Linked DNA regions of Gossypium hirsutum: all the other regions are linked to region 3. The links are chromatin contacts, called in public Hi-C maps. All regions are on one chromosome and are shown on one strand. The core of a region is the stretch at or near the end of the contact, and the rest is flanking DNA. Distances in the headings are between cores, read along the strand shown. Region 1 holds the start of LOC107917798 (carbon catabolite repressor protein 4 homolog 6). Region 2 holds the start of LOC107917779 (protein S-acyltransferase 24). Region 3 holds the start of LOC107904835 (protein OS-9 homolog).

Region 1 (4,108 bases), core at 967-3,466, 800 kb before region 3:
GATATTTACATGTTTGTTGTTTTAATTTATCATGCATCATGTTTTTCATGTTTTAATTCGCAGCATGTATATGTCTATAGGTACATGGTCGACCACCAAAACACATCATATGGCCTTTCACATTCCAAAAGAATTCAAGGTCCCATCTACCATGCATAAAATAAGCGAGCAAAAGGTATCACTGTTGTAAGAAGTTAGGAAACGTCAAAGGAGATTGTTATAAACTGTAAAATAAAGGGGTTGTTGATAGTAACAAGGAAGATGTAGATGGTGCTAATTTGGTAGACGAAGGCAGGGATGATTTCTTGTTAGTGTCAACGAGCGATAACTCTGAGCTTACCTTCGGGTGGATCCTAGATTCAGGATGTTGTTTCCACATGAGTCCCCGAGAGAATATTTCTCCACATACAGTTCAGTTGAAGGTGGAGTTGTAATATCCCTAAACCGGGTCTAGTAGTTTTGGGTATATTTTTCGGGTTCTAAGTGTGAAACTAGAAATTTATAGGGTTTCTAAGGAATTTATAGGGTTTCCAGTGATTTTTAATTCAATTTAAGAGGTTAATTTTATCTAAATTCGATGAAACAATAATCCAAAAAATTTTAAAAAATATTTTCAAAAAATCAATTTTAAAGATTTTAAATAATTATTAGTGAAACTAATCAATTTTGGTTGAAAAGAATTTTAAAATAATTTTTATTAGGGGTAAATTGAGTAAAATTTAAATATTAATTAAATAGGATTTAATTGTAAAACAAAGGAAACTTTAAAGTATTTATATGGAAAATAAACCTTAAAATTAGAATTTTTGAGAGAAAATTTAGAGAGCTTTAAAATTCATTTTCTTTGCATGATTTTGAAGATCTATCATTAGAGAATAGATCCAACCAATTTCATTCTCAAAATGCTCTCTCAATTCACCCAAAATTATTCTCAAAAGTAGCAAAAAATATTCTGAAATTTATCAAGTTTCTTGAATCAAGATTTTCAATCAATGAATTTATAGCGAATCAAAGGTAATCTTCAATCCTAAACTTGTTTTTATGTGATTAGAAACATTTTTACATGATTTGAGAGTCAATTAAATGATTTTTATCAATGTCATCTTCTTACAAGAACACATGGTTCTTTAATAGTAGATCTTGAATTTTGAGAGGAAATCCACAAATCAATGGATGTTCCAACTCAAAATTATTTTTGGGATGTTACAGGAGTAATGAATCTCTTAACTGGAATAATCAACTATCATCGTTTATGAAGAAGAAATAACTAAAATACTTCAATAATATAAAAGAAATCTTGGATCGAAATCGATTCAAAGAAAAATAAAAAACAATGAGTTTATGAAAACTGAAAGAAAACTAAGTTTAATCTTACTCCTAATCTACGAGGGTTTTTGAATGCGTTTAAGTCGACTTAATTACATCAAACCCCTAAGATCTTTTTTACAGGAGTGTTGGTAGCTAGAATTAGGTTTTTGGCATGTCCTAGGTCTTCATATAAAGTTGGTTGTGTAGACGATAATAACCCCGAAAGACTTGGTGGAGATTGTTAGAGTTATGTGACCCAAATTCCTATTAAATAAGAAATTGCTCTTAAGTAAGTTAAACAAAGTATATTTTCTTTTTAGAAGATTAAGCTCTTTTACAACCTTTTTTGGAGAATTTTGTGTTAACATTTTGAGGGTTCTTTATTTTTGAGTTTTGGGATTTAGTTATCTCCATCTTTTATACTATTCGTTCTTTTATCATTATAGTAAAATTATCTTTACCTGTGATTTTTTATTTACTTTTGAGAGATTTTCCACGTTAAATTTGTATGTTCAAATTCTCAATTTCTTTCGCTATTTTTACTTATTCGTTCTTTAATTGAGTCGATCCCCAATACCCACCAATAATGATAGATCAATGCCTCCAACTCTTTAAAAAAAATACCCGTTTATAAAAAAATGCCAGGGAGTAAAAAACAAGGCATTAACTATTTTAAAATATATGCATTAAGTAACTTTTTCCTCATATTATTATACAATTAACAAAAAGGAGCTTAATATAACATATTTACTTATTTAAAATTCATTTTCCTCATAATTTGAACTAATTTTTATTTTAATATTAAATATATTTTAAATATTATTAATTAATTTCTAATTTTAAATATTATTAATTAATTTCTAATCATATATTTTTATTATTTATCGAATATTATTGTGAAACATAAATTATGTCCTAAATGTTTTGCATGCTAGAGTTTCTAGTAATTTGCACGATTGATATTATTATTATTATTAGTTGATTCCAGCCGCTTACCGCTCTGGTTCCACTTCACTGAAACAGTTTCTTTCGATGCGGCGTTGTCCTCATCTACTGCTCAAATTCCTTGCCGCCACTGCTACAGCCGACACCACCGCCATGTTCTCTTACCAACGTCCCGTACTTCATCTCCTCTCAAACACATTGCCCTGTGTATTATATTTCCATCTATGTGCGCTAACATTCAAATTTCTAACTGTAACAGCATCGAGGCGGTCGAAATCAATGGGGCAGAAGCTTCTCCGACCGAACCAACAGCGGCGGAAGAGGCCATCTACTTACAGGGGATTCGAACTTGGACTCTGTTGGAGAAGCGAACTTAGGTTTCCGTCGAGGAAATTTCTCCAACCAAAACTCCTTTCAGTCTCAGCAGTTCGGTTATAACCCTAGGCCTTCATCTCCTTACAACCAAAACCAACAGTTTTTTCGCCAACCTCCTCCGGCTCGTCCGTACAACCGTTGTCAACCGCCACGTCATCCATTTGGTCAAAATCCTGCGCCTAAGCCTTTCCGTCCCCGCAATTCCAAGCCCTGGGATTACCGGGAATGGAAGTACGCAGGAACTCCGCCGCCTCCGCGTTCTGGTAATTAATATCAGTATGCTTAATCTCTGTTTTCCATCGCTTCTGTTTCTTCAAAGAGAAAAAAAAAACTTTTAAAAAGAAAATATCGTGAATTTGTTCCTTTTCTCTGTAAAAGAAATTTAGCAAAATTTTGAAGCAGACAAGCAAATAGCAGAGAGTAAGTAGTAACAGCAGAAACCAAATTGAAAGATAGCTTATTTAGTTGTTTTGATTAATTTTTATATATATCATTTGCAGATAAGTTTGTTGTCCTTTCATATAATGTATTGGCGGATTACCTTGCTAGTACCCATCGGAATCTTTACTTCCATATACCTTTCCATATGATGAATTGGGAGTGGAGGATGAGGAATTTAATGTTTGAGATCAGTTTATGGTCAGCTGATATTTTGTGCTTTCAGGTTATCCTTTATCCCTCTTCTATGTTTCAGAACTGTAATCAAGTTTGACATATGCGAACAAAATATGGAGGCCTGTAATTTGATTCCATTTTTATCTTGAAAATTATTGATTTGCTAGAAGCTTGCTCTATCTATAATTAGTATAATAAATAGGTTGTAAGTCCAGTCCTTAGCCTCTCATTAAAAGGTTTTTGTTTTTGTTCTCTTACATCCGTTTAGTTTCTGCATACCGCCACCAGCATTGATAAATTTTTGAGGCTTTTGAAAAATAGATGAGCAGTAAATGAGTGTTTCCATTAGCGACTTAATTATGGACTATAATTACTCCTATTCTCATGGTAAAAGCAATGTTATAGGGTGTGCTAGGGTTTATAGTCTTGCTAACTTGGCCGGGAGTGTCTTTATTTACTTATTTTTAAGTGTGACTGCTTGTTCCTCTTTTGGCGGGTAGCTAATGGGGTGTATTATCGTTTAATATGAAATGTTATGTTTCCTTTTACTATGTTTTCAGGAGGTTGATAGATTTCATGACATGGAGGAGCAGTTGAATTCCATGGGATATAATGGCATTTGGAAGGTTTGCTATGTCATGATTTTTAGAGATAAAAATTCTATCCTAACTGTGACTTCTGTCTTCCGTTTGTATTCAACACAGAAATGGCATGCTTTTACTTGATGTGCATCCAAACAACCTTGCCCTGGAGAGCAGAAATCTGACTTATTTATTGGGCCATTTTGCAGATGCGAACTGGGAGAGCAATTGATGGTTGTGCAATCTTTTGGCGAACATCAAGGTCATTATACCTTCACATTTTA
Region 2 (4,385 bases), core at 740-3,239, 560 kb before region 3:
TTTTATTCTTCCTTTGTACTATGATTTGATGAATGTTTGATTACTTTAATTTTATTTTTCAGACTTGTAATAGGATTCTAACAATAAGTTGTGTTACCACACCTTTAAAGATCTTACTAAGGCATAAATCTATTTGTCATAGGTGGAGTAATTGGCCTTCCCTCTTGCATTAAAATGGCTCCAACACCAACATTGAAGCATTGCATTTTACCTTAGAAGTGTTATTAAAATATGGAAGTTTAAGAATAGGTGCACCACAATACTTATCTTTCAAATTTTAAAAGGCCTTCTCTTGCTTGTTGTCCTACTTAAATCCTATATTCTTTTTTACGATTTTGATTTGTAGGGCAATAAGTGTGTAGAAATATTTCACAAAATGTTTATACAAATTAGCAAGTCTATAGTCAAAATTAGATTTAGGAGTAGACCATACTTGAATGATTCTCACCTTTTCTTTATCAAATTCAATCCCTTTTGCACTAAATATAAATCTTAGAAAGATCAACTTGTCTATGAAAAATTATGCTTCTCAATGTTAGAATAAAAGTTGTTCCTAACAAAAACAATTCAAAACTAATCTAACATTCTTAACATGGTCATTAATTATGCACTATAGATTAAAATTTCATGAAAGTAAACAACAACAAATTTTCCTAAATATTGTCTCAAAATGTGATTCATCACTCTCATGAAAACACTAGGTGCATTAGTTAAACCAAAAGGCATTACCAACCACTCATGAAGTCTATATTTGTTTTAAAATGCTTGTTCTATTTATCATCACCTTTCATTAGAATTTGATGATAACTCCTTTTGAGATAAATTTTAATTAAGATGGATGCACCATGTGATTTATCAAACATATCGTCAAGTCTAGGAATTGGATGCTTATATTTAATGGTAACACTATTAATAACTCTACAATCAACATACATTCTAAAACTACCAACTTTAGGCACTAAAATTATCGAAACCATGCAAAGACTAAGGGATTCTTGAACATGTCCCTTTTTTTACAATTCTTGCACTTACATTTGCAACTCCATATATTTAGGATTACTCTGATAAGCTAGTCAATTAAAAATTATAAAACTCGACATAAAGTTGGTTTAATACTCAATGCCTAAAAAAATTGGTAAACTTGTAGGCATCTCATTTGGAAAACATCTTCAAATTTGTACAAACGAGAAATAAACATAGTAGGCAATTCTTATCAAGGTTGGATGAACATAGTAGGCAAATTTTGTCAAGGTCAAACCAACCTAATGTTGAACTCGAATCAACCAAGAAACTACTGCCAAGAGTCCCAAGGGACCCACCGCATCAGTGATGCACAAAATGCCAAGTCTTAGATAGTCTATCCTTTCATCATCATCTCGGATTCCAATTTTAAAAACACTGTCACTATACTTTATCATGATAAGGCCCTTTGAGAATAGTTCCCAATAGGTCTATTGGGTGGTACCCTTACCTTATCAAATCTCATATATACACTAGAAAATAACTATAGATTGAAAATTAAAAACTAAAAACTAAAACTGCAATTGCTTTCAGAAAAAGGTTGAATGGACAAAACAAAAATCCACGAAAGTGTAGAGAAAAATCATGATAATGTCGACTAAGAATAAGAAAAATTAAAATAGAAGGTGTGACTAGAGACAACACCAAAATTGACCCCACTTTTGATAAAAGAAAATTTGATTTAAAAAAGTTAAATAACTAAAATATTATAAGAAGAATTTTGTTATTGACGTTGGAGAAGGTTTTATTTATTTTTAATAAATCCCTTCTTGTAATAAAACTTTGCAAAGCCCGTCTCCATGTGTTAGATGATTTGGATGGTAGGTTTTTCTGTAAAAATAATTTTCAAGAAAATAACTTTTTAATATTTTATATGAAAATAAAGGTTTTTAAAAAATATAACGCTAAGTGGATTAAAAATAGTAGGAGTATAAATATAAATAAGAAATACAAAGTTGCGTTGATGAAAAATGAATAAAATAAGAAATAAATACAAGTTGACAAAAGGAAAGGGATATGCTGAATGATGTAAATAGGTAAAGTTGACGGGGTCAATGAGCAAACATTAGAAAGAAAAGAGAGAAACAATCGGCAATGGATCTTCCTTCTCTTTTCTCTGAAATTGACTTTCATTCCTACGGATAATCGCTTTGGCTTTCGATTGGTTTCGGCCTCTTTAGTCAAAACGCAAAGGACGCCAAAGCGCAACCACATTCCTCCCCCCCTTCCCCTTCCCCTTCTTTCCTCGAAAAACCCTAACCGGCCCCACCATTTTTCATTTTTTTTCCAATTTAAGAGAAAACTAAAAAAAAATATTCAGAAACAAAGTCAACCGGAGATAATTGAAAAGGAGATTTCGATTTTTCCTTCGTAGGACTGTTTTGGTTGTTGGGTTTTTTTGGAGAGATGTCGTCGGAGATCGAGGTTGTTGAAGACGTTCAACCCTTGAAGCAATTGGATGGCGTTCTGGCGAATGGAAATGGATATTATGGGGGAGGGAACAATGGGGTTGTTGGTGGTTTCGTTGATGATGAGAGCTTGAGGAATGATGTCTACACGGTTGCTGCTTATGGGGATTTGGAGAAGCTCCAAAGGTTGGTTGAGTACGAGGGTCGCTCTCTTTCCGAGCCTGATGGCCTTGGTTACTATGCCCTCCAATGGGCTGCTTTGAATAATAGAACAGCTGCTGCTCAGTACATCATCGAGGTCTTTTATCCTTCTTTTTATGGTTTTTTGATGGATTTTCTGAATTGCCTTTTATTGTCAGAGTTTGGAGTTGATTTTATTTATTAGTCAACTGGGTTTATGGATTCCGTATCTTTAAAAAGTTTGCTTGATCAGGCTTTTAATGGGTTTACTGAAATGGTTTTTGGGAATCCATTCTTTTAAGCTGTTTCATGTTGGTATTGAAGTTTTCATTGGATTAAATTCGGTTGAAGTGACTGGTTTTTGGGTTTTCTTTATTTGCTAGCATGGTGGAGATATACATGCTGCAGATCACAACGGGCAGACAGCCTTGCATTGGAGTGCAGTCCGAGGTGCGATACAAGTTGCTGATATTTTACTCCAAGAGGGTGCTCGGGTGCATGCTGCTGACATCTATGGCTACCAGGTGAAATTATATGGTTCTTCTCAAATGGATTTGGGAATGTGATCAGTGATGTAAATAAATGTCTAAACAGTGCTAGCTGTTTTAGACATTCTTCTCTGCTTGAAGTTGGTTTTATACCAGCATAAGCATCATTTATATGTGTTTTAGGAGCAGTAGAACTCAGCAGTATATGGTTTTCATTACATCATATTGATCTTTTGAGGCTTAAAGAATATATATTTTTGCTATGCATTTTAGTCAAGACTGTTGCTGCAGATGATATTTGTTCCCTTTCTCTCCTAGTTTAGGACCTCAAAAAATGTTGAAGTACTATGCATTCTTGTTTACTCTGGCTTGCTAACCTATTAAATCCCCCTTATATTTCCTCTCTAATATTTCTCCTTTTAGTATCGTCTCTATCATATTCTAATTTATGCAGCTGTTCTTTACTGCTGTTGGTGATACACTTTCTTTTCCCTTTTCTTGTAATTGTGTTTTTTTTTTCTTGGTCTTGAAGTTTATAACGCAAGTGTGGGCTTATGCTTCTTAAGTTGATGCACAAACTTATGCTTTCATTTTTTCTGTTTACAATTTGATTGTGGGATGATAACGTTATACATGTACTTATTGCTTTCACTCCAACCTCCAGATGGATGCACGTTTATTTAATGTAATTTGATGCAGGTAACACATGTTGCCACCCAGTATGGTCAGACTGCTTTCCTGTATCATATTGTTTCAAAATGGAATGCTGACCCTGATATTCCAGATTATAGTGGGCGAAGTCCTTTGCACTGGTAAGAGGAAGTTCATTTACCTTGCTCTTTATTCACTTGAATGGTCCAAGATATGTCTGCATAATGTGAAGTCAGATCTGTTATATTTATTTCTTTGCACTGCTTAAGTATTGTAACTATTTTGTTCATTTCTTTCCTACAAATTGCTTGATTGCATAATGCAGTTTTACAAGAATCAGATCTGTTATATTTATTCTAACTTCCTTGCAATATGCATAATTCTAGGGCCGCTTATAAAGGTTTTGCCGATTGCATACGTCTTCTTTTATTTCTAGATGCAGATAGAGGGCGTCAGGACAAAGAGGGTAATTTTCTTATCCTTAGGTTTAAAGTGCCATTTCTATGTAATTTCATCTGTTAATCTAGTATAGACAATATGTACCTGTGAAATATTTAATTGCATGCATAATTTTGCTTGACTAACCATGCTTCATCTTTTAATCAGGTTGCACTCCTCTCCATTGGGCAGCTATTAA
Region 3 (4,221 bases), core at 1,440-3,939:
CAAATGGGCCCACAGCCCATTATGCAGCCCATGTGGGCCCACACGCCCGTGTGGCCCACTTAGCCTAAAAATGACCACGGCCATGTGAACTACATAGCCCAGTCCAGTATTTGCCACATAACGTGAATCTATCCGTGTGGGGCCCACAAGCCCATTAGGCCCACACGACCCATTTCGGCCCATCGAGGCCCATAATAGCCTAAGCCCATGAGAACGCTCAAGGTGGCCTCTACAATATTATGCCCATGATTCATGGGCTCGGTTATCACATGTGCGTTCGCACATCCATGTGGCAAAAAAGCCATTCTTTTAGTTTTTTTGGCTTTTCGGCTTTTGCCGTTCTACAGTCTATTCAGTGTGTGAATACACACCTATTTGCGAAAAGAGTGCAGTTCCCTCGAACACCAACCTATATTCAACTATATCCCTAACGTCAGTCCTTTAACAAATGGGTAATTAACCTTTTAATAAAACCTATCCTAATCATGGTACGACACTAACCTTGATCGAACACTTAAGGTTCCTCACCCCTTAGACGCCACCGAAGATCGATTACAGATTACTACAGATTGACAAAAAGAATTGTGAAACCGATTCTTGAGGGTGGAAACAATCAATTCACAATCCCCAACAAGATAGCCGCTAAGACGAGGCAGAACTAACGTCACCACTCCCCTAACAATGCCAATCAGAAAGAAAAGGTTAAAAGAGAACCATAGCTATGACCGAAGAGAAAAGAATGGAGAGAAACAACATCCAACGAAATAGTACTTACCACCCAGATCGACAGAGAGGAATAACAGAAAGAATTGGCTCCTAGAAGGTCAACGCAGGAGCACTGACGACTAGCTAGAATCTGATTGTACCAAAAGAAGGGAGAAGGAAAAAGAATGACTCAACCACCACAAACCAAAGCTGAATGAGATAAAGAGGAAAACAGTCAAGGTAATCGGGCTAGAGACTTCAACAATTAAGGGAGGGGGAATATGGAATCAAAATCGAAAGCATTGAGGGGGAGGACAACAGCAATCGGTCATGAAGAAAAGAAACAAGCAAATGAAGAAGAGGAGAACGGAAGTCAATAACTTTAAGAAAAAGGGGTTAGAAAGGGAGCATAAATCGCAAAGGCACAAAAGAGAGAAGACTCGAAAAGAAATAAGCATTATTCAGCCACAACAACAAAAAGGCCAAACCGAACACAACTAAATTCGGCATCCAAAAGCAAGAAGAGGAGCTAGGAATAAAATAAATACTCTTTTGTGCAAAGAGTGACTCAAACCCCTAACCTCTTTAAAAGCACAACATGCCACTACCACTACACCACAACTCTCTTTGTATCATATCTTACCTAATTTAATTAAAGGAGCCTACTTTCTAGAACCCAGAGCCCTATTCACTTAAAATTAAAAATTTTGCTAAAGCCCAAGTTTGAACCCAGGACTTCTCAAACACTCCCAAAGCACACAACCACTAAGCCACACACTCAATTGTGTCATTTTCTTGCAGAACTAAATACTTATGTGCACTCTCTTGGCTGTTCCCATGCTCAAGGCCTATTCCTTCTAGGCCCAAATTTGGGGAGTTACATTGGGAAATTTTCCCAACTTGGTCCAAAAAACTTTTTCTCCGCATTAGTTTCAGAATTAGGATTGTAAATGAACAGAACATTCAATGAACAATTCGATTTTTGTTCGTTTATGTTTGTTTATTAAGCTAAATAAATGAACATGAACAAGATTTTGAAGCTTGTTTATTAAACGAACTGAATACAAACAAAGCTTATTTAGTTTATTTATGTTCATGAACCAGCTCATTTAAAGTTCGTTTAATAAATCATTTAAAACTCGTTTATTGTTCCATTAGTATATATTAATAAAATTATCTTGGTTTGTATTTTTTTCATTTATAATATAATTATTAATATTAATATTTGACTATTTTATATCTAAATAATATATATGTGTGTATATGTTTATTTATCATTTGTTTGTTTATTTATTATTCATTAACATTGTTCGTAAACATGTTCAATTATATGTTCATAAAGATGCTCGTTTAATGTTCGTGAACATGTTCGATTAAGTTAAACGAACATATTTGTGAACATTAAACAAATGAACATGAACACATATAATTTTAAATAAACGAACATAAAAAAAATTAAAATTCTTAACGAACACAAATTGAACATGAACAAAACTTAAAAATAAACAAATGAACATAAACAAATGTTTGTTTGTTTAAGCTCGGTTCATTTTCAGCCCTACCCAAAATTTCGAAACTGAATTTGGTTTGCATTAGGGTATAACACTCTATATTGTGCCATATCATCACTTGAAAAATTAAATATATAAAATTTACATAAAAATTATTAATTTTTTTTAAAATTATAAAAATTGAAGTGATGATATAACATAATTTTAGAGTGCCATGTCATTATGCATTAATGAAATCCAAATTTAGGGACCAAATTAAAAAAAAACTGATAAGTTTAAAGATTAATGTGAACCAAAAAAGTTTAGAGATTAAAGTTAAAAAAATTACCAAGTTAAAGGACTAAAGGTTATATTATCCCTTAAAACACTTCACCTTGTATTATGAGATGGGATAATTTCCGGGCTTAGGTCCATAAACATGTTGAAGGCTTACGCTTTTAAACACAAACAAAACGAAGCCCATCTCCGCCACTGTCACAGCTTTGCATGACGTGGCTACATCTCATTGGCCAACCTGCGTAGACTTGAGTCATCTTCAACAGTACTGGATACATCTTTTTCCGTTTACCTATTCTTAGCAAGCACAAAACAAATTATTATTCAATATTTTTGTTTTTTTTTTAAAAAAGAGAAAAAGAAAAAAATAGTACAAGGCAATATGAGATTATTTGTTAGTTTGGTAGCAGTTTTATGTATCGTGTGCAGCAATGTCTTAGCCGATCAGATTTTCCCATCTCATGTAGGTAAGCCGATATTTCATAGTTTTTTCCCCTTTTGTGTTAATTAATCTTAATTTTGTGTGTGTGTTTTTAAATTGTGGATTTTCTTTGAGTTGAGCTCATGAGGTGGGCTTAAAATATCTATTCCCAGTGATTTTATTGTTTTAGATGAATGAATGTTTTCTATATTATTTATAAGACATACTACTTTTTTATTGTTAATTAGTAGTATATGGTTGTTCATAGGTTCCTCTTTTTTTCACAATTGGAGAACGATTTGTCCGTAAAAAAATTGATGACTAAGTCATTAGTAGTGCTTAAGCAGTGAAATTAGCACCAAAGGCAGGAAGGAGCTTTATTACAGCTACATCCCTTGTTGGTTAGAGAAGGGGGTTTTGTGGTTTTGGAATTTGATTCAGTTAGGTATTGTGATCAAATGGGAGATACCAGTGGTTCTTCGGTAGCCTAGAATTGATGCCTACTTTACTTCTAGGGCTTCTTGCAAGACAATATGATGAATATTTTTATGATCTGAGTAAAGTGGTTTCGGCATCAGTAGTGTTTTATACTTTTTCACAACTAGAAAGAGTTTGCAGTTGAATTTAGTTTTTTATTTGTGAATGCCAACTACTTTTGAAAGTGAGCATTTATTGATGAGAGCAAAGTTATGCTAGGTGCTGATTGTTTGATAAATTTGGATATTATGGATCATAGCTGACCTACATGGTGAACCACAAGTTGCTTATGTTCTTATACCTTTGTGGCTTTGGGTCAATTGAATGGTTATTGGTTCTTAAATAAAGATGGGTGAACTTTAGAAACAAATGAAACCGGAGAATGAAATAAAGAAGAAGAAAAAATAGAATGCGTGGTCTTCACTCACCACGAATGCCATTAGAAAGAGCTATTAATTGTTGCAACCAAGTCCATCTTTGTGCGTGATTCTATCATATACAGCGTTTCCATCTAACTATTGCAACTGATTCATTGGGAATGTCATAGTATTCTTTCTTTCTTTTTTAGTATTTAGAATATTGGTTCTACTGGGATCAAGTTTTTTTTGCTTTCTGATGCTTTTCTATTACTTAACTGATAAACAGCTAGCACACTTGGTCGAAGCTCCCGTGAACCAAAATACAAGATTGAGTTCCATTCTGAAGACTCTCCCTACCATCCCGTAAGTAAGACTAGAATTTTAAACAGTTTTTGCTCATCAAGCCTTGGTTTAAAGCATCATCTGGATGTTCACTTGGGCTTTATCATGTTGAACATCCAACCTAAAACCT

The links. Hi-C and Micro-C count contacts between places; a contact is called where the count stands out from the background.
Region 1: a Hi-C map of leaf shows a contact between it and region 3, with 1.9 times the contacts expected there. The contact joins the promoter of LOC107917798 here to the promoter of LOC107904835 in region 3. A contact is called at or near these places in 2 of 34 Hi-C or Micro-C datasets (callus and leaf).
Region 2: a Hi-C map of leaf shows a contact between it and region 3, with 2.3 times the contacts expected there. The contact joins the promoter of LOC107917779 here to the promoter of LOC107904835 in region 3. A contact is called at or near these places in 3 of 34 Hi-C or Micro-C datasets (all in leaf).

The regions. Positions count from the first base shown.
Region 1 is chrA08:32,189,423-32,193,530 of Gossypium_hirsutum_v2.1, reverse strand. LOC107917798 (carbon catabolite repressor protein 4 homolog 6) reads left to right here and starts at 2,216. Exons shown (of 15, transcript XM_016847114.2): 1 at 2,216-2,427; 2 at 2,513-2,891; 3 at 3,129-3,292; 4 at 3,804-3,869; 5 at 4,034-4,086. The coding sequence starts at 2,341.
Region 2 is chrA08:31,951,824-31,956,208 of Gossypium_hirsutum_v2.1, reverse strand. LOC107917779 (protein S-acyltransferase 24) reads left to right here and starts at 1,989. Exons shown (of 13, transcript XM_016847089.2): 1 at 1,989-2,727; 2 at 2,993-3,133; 3 at 3,797-3,909; 4 at 4,135-4,214; 5 at 4,355-4,385. The coding sequence starts at 2,428.
Region 3 is chrA08:31,389,967-31,394,187 of Gossypium_hirsutum_v2.1, reverse strand. LOC107904835 (protein OS-9 homolog) reads left to right here and starts at 2,689. Exons shown (of 8, transcript XM_016831371.2): 1 at 2,689-2,959; 2 at 4,036-4,112. The coding sequence starts at 2,875.